2 separate regions of the Mus musculus genome follow, and region 1 is linked to region 2. The links are chromatin contacts, called in public promoter capture Hi-C maps. All regions are on one chromosome and are shown on one strand. The core of a region is the stretch at or near the end of the contact, and the rest is flanking DNA. Distances in the headings are between cores, read along the strand shown. Region 1 holds the start of Kcnk4 (potassium channel, subfamily K, member 4). Region 2 holds the start of Tmem134 (transmembrane protein 134).

The links. Promoter capture Hi-C pulls out the DNA fragments that hold promoters and counts their contacts.
Region 1: a promoter capture Hi-C map of embryonic stem cells shows a contact between it and region 2, with 5 times the contacts expected there. A contact is called at or near these places in 2 of 39 promoter capture datasets (embryonic stem cells and hippocampal neurons), 4 of 130 datasets of targeted methods (astrocytes, embryonic stem cells and stem cell-derived neural progenitor cells) and 1 of 9 other capture datasets (liver).

What each region holds. Positions count from the first base shown.
Region 1 is chr19:6,932,446-6,936,169 of GRCm38.p6, reverse strand. Kcnk4 (potassium channel, subfamily K, member 4) reads left to right here and starts at 1,655. Exons shown (of 7, transcript NM_008431.3): 1 at 1,655-1,822; 2 at 3,202-3,467. The coding sequence starts at 3,279.
Region 2 is chr19:4,124,281-4,127,751 of GRCm38.p6, reverse strand. It overlaps Tmem134 (transmembrane protein 134), which reads right to left and starts at 1,792. Exons shown (of 8, transcript NM_001078649.1): 1 at 1,712-1,792; 2 at 1,552-1,710; 3 at 631-695; 4 at 113-202. The coding sequence starts at 1,726. It also overlaps a transcript of Aip not described here.

The sequences.
Region 1 (3,724 bases), core at 406-2,905, 2.8 Mb before region 2:
CAAAGCACTGCACCATCTCACTGACCTGAGGCCTGGCTTCTGTCACCACCTCTACTGTGGTCTTCAAGTGTCAAGTTTATGGAAGATCTATAAAGGGTGTGCTTGTGTGGCACAGCCTCCATCTCCTTACCTGGGTATGGGTTAACCCTGATCCCCTGGCTACTTGCATGCTGAGTCAGCTCTTGGTACACAAATCCTACTGCTCCCAAAGGTTTAGTCACTGCCCTGAGTTCCGGACATCCTTGCAGATCTGCCCTGTGGCTCAGGATTGATTATTAGAGCCTGTGACTCCTGTCTATAAACCTGGTGATTCTAGCTCCTTTGAGATCTCAGCCTAGCAGTAAGTCTGCCTTGAAATTCTTTCTTTGGGACTCTCCTGGAGCCAGGTCTACAAGGTCTCCAGAGAGAACAGCAGAGGCTCAGACTTCAGCAGTAAGCTGGACAATCACTTTCGGATGGAAGCAGAATTGCTAACATTTTTAGGGCACTTAATTCTGTGTGCTAGGCTTTAAGCATTTATAAACGCTGACCTCAGCTGGGCAGTGGTGGTTCATGCCCTTAATTCAGCATTTGAGGGGCAGAGAAAGGTGGGTCTCTGTGAATTTGAGGTCAGCCTGAACTAGAGAGCAAGTTTCAGGACAGCTAAGGCTCCAAAAACAAACAAATAACAACGAAAAAAAGAGAAAGAACCAAAGTAAAAACCACTGACTTTGTATGTGTGCACAGGCATTGGTGGTTTGCCTACATGTATGTCTGTGTGAGGGTGTCCCAGACAGTAGTGGGTGCTGGGAACTGAACTCTGGTCTTCTGGAAGAAGAGCCAGTGCTCTTAAAGACGGAGCCATCTCTCCAGCCCCCAAATACTGACTTCCTAAATACTCAAAATCAGCACCCAGAGTTAAGTAATCACCCTTTTACTGTAAGTGGGAACTAGGGAGTTTGGTAACTCACCCTGACCCCCTATCATCTGGGTGGTCACTTAAACATACTGACAATTACCACAAAACCCAGTAATGGTAGGGCACACCTTTAATCCCAGCACTCTGGAGGCAAAGCAGGTGGATCTCTGAATTTGAGACCATCCTAGTCTACAAGACAGCCAGGAGTACACAGAGAAACCCTGTCTCAAAACAAAGCAAAACATCCCAACAACAAAAGTACTGACCACAATAGCATGGGATCTCTGAACGCTACAGGAGAGATTTTGTGGAAATCAGTAAAGAAATGTCTCGAGAAACCAAAAAAAAAAAAAAAAAAAAAAGGATATAAAGAAGAAGAAAGAAGGATAAAGACAGAAGAGGACCCGGCTTTAGCTGTTCAGAAAATGCTAGCACTCTTTCTGCTGGAATTGTCAGGCAGCAGATGGTTGGGGGGGGGGGGTGACCCCAGGGCCTGGAGGATCAGAGATGGGAATGCAGCCTGAGCAAGAGGTGCTCTATCAGTGACTTCCTAGAACTAGGACCCAACCCATTCAGCTGGTTAAATCCAGGTGGCCTCAAAGAGAGCTCCCCGTCTTCCACCCCCACATACCCTCTTCTCCCTGGGGGCCTCTCCCTCACAAGTGCTGAGCCCAAGGCCCAGACTATCCTCATGGGCGGAGAAACGAAGGCTCTTCCCAGTCCAGTAATAGACCTAGAAGATTCCAGGAGATGAGTGTGGCGGCTGTCCTGAGCCCCGGGCCAGCTGATGTCCAGGTTAGGGCAGCGTTGGGGCCCCAATCCCAGCCTGGAAGGTTGGACTTCACGTCGACCCTTCTCTGAGTCTTCTGCCACTCACTGGCCTGGACAAGACAGCATTGGGGAGCCCAGAGGCTGCAGGTGCAGGTAAGGGCTGGGTTCAAGGCGGTTGGTGGCGAGAGCCGGTGGCGAGGGTGCGGCACGTAGGGAGACGCAGCTCTGGTAGGGTTAAGCTCCCAAGGAGGGGGCTTTTGAGGGCGGGAGGAGGGGGGTCCTAGTCAGACGGCCGCCGGCGGCTCGGTCTCTGGGCTGCCGCCGGCACCTCCTTGGCTCAGCCCGCACACCCTCGAGGCGGCGCGGGAGACCTGGCCGCAGCCAAAGCCGCAGCCACAGAGTGGGCAGACAGTAAGTGCGGAGCAGGCGCGGGAATGTGGGCTGGATCTCAGGCCCTGGGAGCTGGGAGAAACCGGCAGGGCGGGACACTTCCCGCGCGTGGATGCCTTCCTCGAGTGGTGTGACCGTGCGTCCCGTCGCCGGTCACGCTCGGAGGCGTCGGCGTAAGGACGCGGGGGAGGTGGTGGGAGCAAGCGGCTGGCGTGCGGTGTCACACGGGTTCCGTGTGTGTATCTGTGTGTGTGTGTACGCGAGCGCGCGCATTCGTGCGCGTGGACCTCTAGGGTAGCTCGGCCCTGCGGGCACGCCCATGGTGGTTAGTTGTGCCAGGGTCTGCCGGAGCGTGGTGCAGTGCTATGCCTGCAGCCTGGGCAGCGCGCGGCTAGAGCTGCAGAATGGAATGTGGCTCAAAGATCTTTGTGGCACATGTAGCAGACTGTGTATATGTATGTGTGTGTGTGCCTGCCATCTCCCGCTGCCCCCTAAGTGACAGCTGTCCCGTGGGCTGCTGTATCCGTGCTGCCCTTCCCACCCTGTGCCTTGCTTCTTCTGGGAACTTTGTGCCCACTTTTCCTTTCCCTGGCTCTGGGCCTTGCCTATACCCTGCAGCCAGATCCGCCTTGGGGTTCCTCGAAAGCCCAGCGGGCGGGTGGGGACCCTGGAAGATCCCCGCCCGGTTGATCCCTGCTAGGCTGGAAGGCAGGAGGGGACAGATGCATCTGAGGAGGCTGCCACAGCCGCACTGAGAGAGCCAAGTATGGACCTGCTATTCCTGTCTCCAGTTCTGCAGGCTCCAGCCTCTTCCTATTTCCCCTGGAACTCCCTAGTCTTCCTTTGGTCTTCTCCAAGGCAGGCACCCTAATGCCTCACAAGTCCCCCATTTTCTCACTCACCCTGCCTGGCTTAGTGTTTTCTTCTTTATCCCACTCTCCTGATGGCTAGGCTCCGGAGGTAAGAGGGAGGCTGGAGGTGGGGGCCTAGGTGTTAGTACCTGGAACCAGAGGCTGTGTGGGGGTTACATCTATGGATAATAAAGCTAGGGGCTCAAAAACTTTGGGGAGTCTAATCTAGAGAAGGAGGGTGTGGATGTATGGATCTCTTCGTGACCCCATAATCCTTGGTTTGGCCTGCAGTGACCACTGCTCCCCAGGAGCTCCCTGCTCCTTCTTCCCAGGCAGGAAGTGGAGCTGGACCTGCCTCTGGAAGGACCATGCGCAGCACCACACTCCTGGCTCTGCTGGCACTGGTGCTGCTTTACTTGGTATCTGGGGCTCTAGTGTTCCAGGCTCTGGAGCAGCCTCACGAGCAGCAGGCTCAGAAGAAAATGGATCATGGCCGAGACCAGTTTCTGAGGGACCATCCCTGTGTGAGCCAGAAGAGCCTGGAGGATTTCATCAAGGTGGGTTGGCAGAGTTGGTTAGAGTGGAGTCCTGCTCGGGGTGCTGCTTCCAGACATGTATCTCTGAGGACAGGGTAGGTCCTGCTACATCTCTGGGAGTGCAGGGCAGGAGCTAGGACCCAAGTGTTTGTTTTTAATATGCCGGCCGGCTGTGCTGTTGTCACTTGTCTTTGCTAGCACCAGGCTGTGCCCCTGGGATGTCCCCTTCCCTGGGTGATGGTGGAAGGGAGGAAGGAAGAATGAACAGTTACTGAATG
Region 2 (3,471 bases), core at 543-3,042:
CAGGAGAGCAAGACGGAGGTCAAGGAGGTGAAGCAGGCAGGGAGCTGGGGCTGGCTGGCAGGCAGAAGCAGAAGGTACTTGGAAGCTGAACCCCAAGTGAGGAGGCTCTCACCTGCAGCAGGCGTTGTAGGAGCGCTGTGTGCTGCTGCTGATGGTGCTGAAGGACCACTGCGAGCTGCGGACAGACATGTGCCCAGAATCCCTGAAGGACAGAAGGATGGTGAGGGGGCAGGGAAGATAAAGAGAGGGACAGAAGCTGAGAGATAAACTCAAGGTGTATCTAGGGACTGAGGTTAACCCCTGCAGGATAGAGGGTCCAGAAGGAGGTCAAGGGTAGGGGGTGAAAAGGAATTACAGAATAGAGTGTGTGTTAAGAGGAATGAAAGAGGGTGGGGACTGGATTAAACTGAGGATTCCTAGAAGACAGAAAGCCTGGCATTGATAAGGTGGAGGACCGGGGCACTGGGGTAAGGTGACCCAGCTGGACAGCAGATCCCATGAGAGAAGCAGGGCTAGGAATCCCTGTAAGACAGGTAAGTGCATCTGGTTGGGACTGGGCAGGTCCTTGCAGACAGGAGCCTGAGACACGGGGCCTGGGATAAGAAGGGTGGGTCCCCACCTGGCCCTGACCTGGTGCTGACTCCCCCATCCGGCTCCGGAGAGGCCTGGGCTCCGTCCTCATCATTTTCCAGGTTCTGTTACAGGACATAAGGTTCAGATAAGCTTCAGGAATGGGCCTTTCCACTGCCCTCTGGGGGGAGGAGAAAGGCAGCCTGACAGCTTCTGCCTGGCACATCTGGCAGCTGCTCTCCTGCCTCTCCCTGCCCTCCCAGCGGAACCGGTTTGATGATTCAGAAACCAAAACCTGGGTAGGAAGTAGGTGGCTGTTGGGGGCTTCAGCACAGAATCCAGCAGGGGTGGGCTGCCAGCATGGATCCCAGGAGCAGGTGACCACTCAAATGAGGCTCTCAGGATTTTTCAGGGACCCAACATAGAGACTTTGGATTTGGTATAGCATAGCACAGGCCTCTGGGTCTTACGTCCTAAAGAACGATAGGGTTGGGGGAAGCTACCTGAGACAATGATTTATGGTGTGGTTTAGTATGAAGAGATGGGCAAACACATCATGTGTGGGGACCTCCACTTTTAGGGTGATTCTCAAAGCAGAGGGGATGCGGAGGCTCCATAGGTCACGTGATCTGGGGCTCAAGGGATGCTGTAAATATCGACAAGGTCTGGTTCAGATTGGAAGTACTCCCCAAACTCCTCGGAGTGATATTGGGGTGTCAGTCTTCAAGACAGGTGGGTTCTACACTGTTGCTAAGGCCTGGGTTCCTAGTCCGAGTTTCCGGCTCTCCACAGCTGCACTGGAACCGAACTCAGAGCTCAGAGGGCAAGGACATAAATCTGGATGAGCAGACACGTCTAGGGGACAATTTTCCGCTCCGCTGGGGTCTCTAGGCAGAGGCTCCGGAGTTAGAATTCTCCGGGGCCCGGCCTGGGGTTCCGCCCTATCCTGGACAAGAGGGTGAGACGAGCAGGGCCGTTCACCTGGTAGCGTAGCCGGGACTGCTTGTCTTCATCAGCCACCTCGAACCGAGCCCGGCGTTCGAAGTGCAGCGGCCCGAAGCGGGCGACCCCGCTGGACTCGGGCTCAGGCCCCGCGTCCTCCAGGGTCAGCTCGAAGGCATCATCGATGCTAAACTGGGGGCCGGGCGGCGCTCATGGCCCCCGCCGGCCTAGGCGCCCAGCGCCGCCGCCATTTGAGCCCGCCACGGCCCCGCCCACCAAACAGGGCCCGCCCTCACAGGGCCCGCCCCGTCTCCCTGGGAGCGAAGATCTGCCCTCTACAACCGCCCCGCCCTTGCCCGCTCCTCCTCTGCAGGCCTGAGCAGCAGAATGCAGAGTTGCTTCGGGATCGCGTCAGAGTCTCGCGGGTAGCGGGACTCGCGGCGCCCCCCAGAGGTTCCCTTGGTGAGCGACAGCCCCGGCTGTGACCAGGACCGATCTAAGCTTGTGCTTGTAAGGGAGGGGGGAGGGGAGGAGGGGGGACGGAGGGACGGGGTGTGTGTGGTGTGTGTGTGTGTGTGTGTGACGGGGTGTGTGTGGTGTGTGTGTGTGTGTGTGTGTGTGTGTGTGTGTGACGGGGTGTGTGTGGTGTGTGTGTGTGTGTGTGTGTGTGGTTGCTTTCTCTGCCCAGGGGTGTGAGGTGTGTGTGTGGTTGCGTGGTGTGTGTGTGTGTGTGTGTGTGTGTGTGTGTGGTTGCTTTCTCTGCCCAGGGGTGTGAGGTGTGTGTGTGGTTGCTTTCTCTGCCCAGCAGCTCAAACCTCATGAGGTAGCCTGGATTCCAGTCCGCACTCCAGTGCCATAGAAACTCTTGGACCTGTTCCTCCATCCTACTCACCACAGCTTCCAATGGAGGGGTGTCCTTGTCATTTTTCAGATGTGGACACTGAGGCTCAGAGCTTATATTGTTTTCTCCAATTCAGAATACATGGGGCAGCTAAAGTGATTAAAAAACAATCTTTCTAGCACTGAGTCTGCATTCCCTTCTATCTTTTTTTCTTTTTTTTTTTTGGTTTTCTTGGAAGAGGAGCTCCCTATTTAGCTCACTCTGGCCTTGAATTCCTGATCTTTTTGCCTTAGCTTTTATAGTACTGCTTTCTCTTCAGTGCTCAGGAGTGTTTGGAACTGAATAGATGTATAAATAATAGTAAATATCGGTGGCAGTTTGTCAAAGTGCTACGTCTGAAATTTGAACCCATATCTTTCTAGCTTACAAAGTGTTTGCCCTCCTCCACGTCCAACCGCCCTCACATTTTATGATCTCCCATAAAGAACTGAGTCAACCCAACTTCTCATTTTATGGTTAAAGAGGCTCCTCTCTAGTTGTGGTCATTCATTCCCCCCCCCCCATTCCCTCCATCCCCATCTTCCTCCCCTCCCCTTCTTCTCCCAAGACCTGGCCTCACTGAGTTTCAACCCAGCCTGGCTCTTACGTGGCATTGTCTTCTGTATGGATGTGTTTGCAGTGTACAAACATGGGCTCCTGTATCAAGTGCATTCTGTTGTTTACATTTTTCCATTTTTCCACTCAGTGCTAATGGTTTCCACATGCATCTTGTTTGCTGTTTCTATGAGCTGTAGGCGTGGTACCATTTGGGCTTCCAACACTCAGCTCCGCAGCAGTCAGGCTGAGGTTGGCCTCATGCACACATCACTGTTGTCTCCTGTGAATGGTGGGAGGCCTCCTTTTCCAGCAGGTGGATGTCCAGGTTGTAGGGAGTGTACCTTGGCGATTTCCTGAATTGTGGTGAGGTGACACCTACCCTGAGGCTTCTGGCTTTCTCTCAGACCCGGTGGTTCTGATGGACACAAGCAGATGCTTCTCTCTGTCCTTGTCTCCTTTGCTGGCTGGTGAGGTCTTTCTGACACTGACATCTTCCTTTGTGGCTCTTACCAGGATGGAAA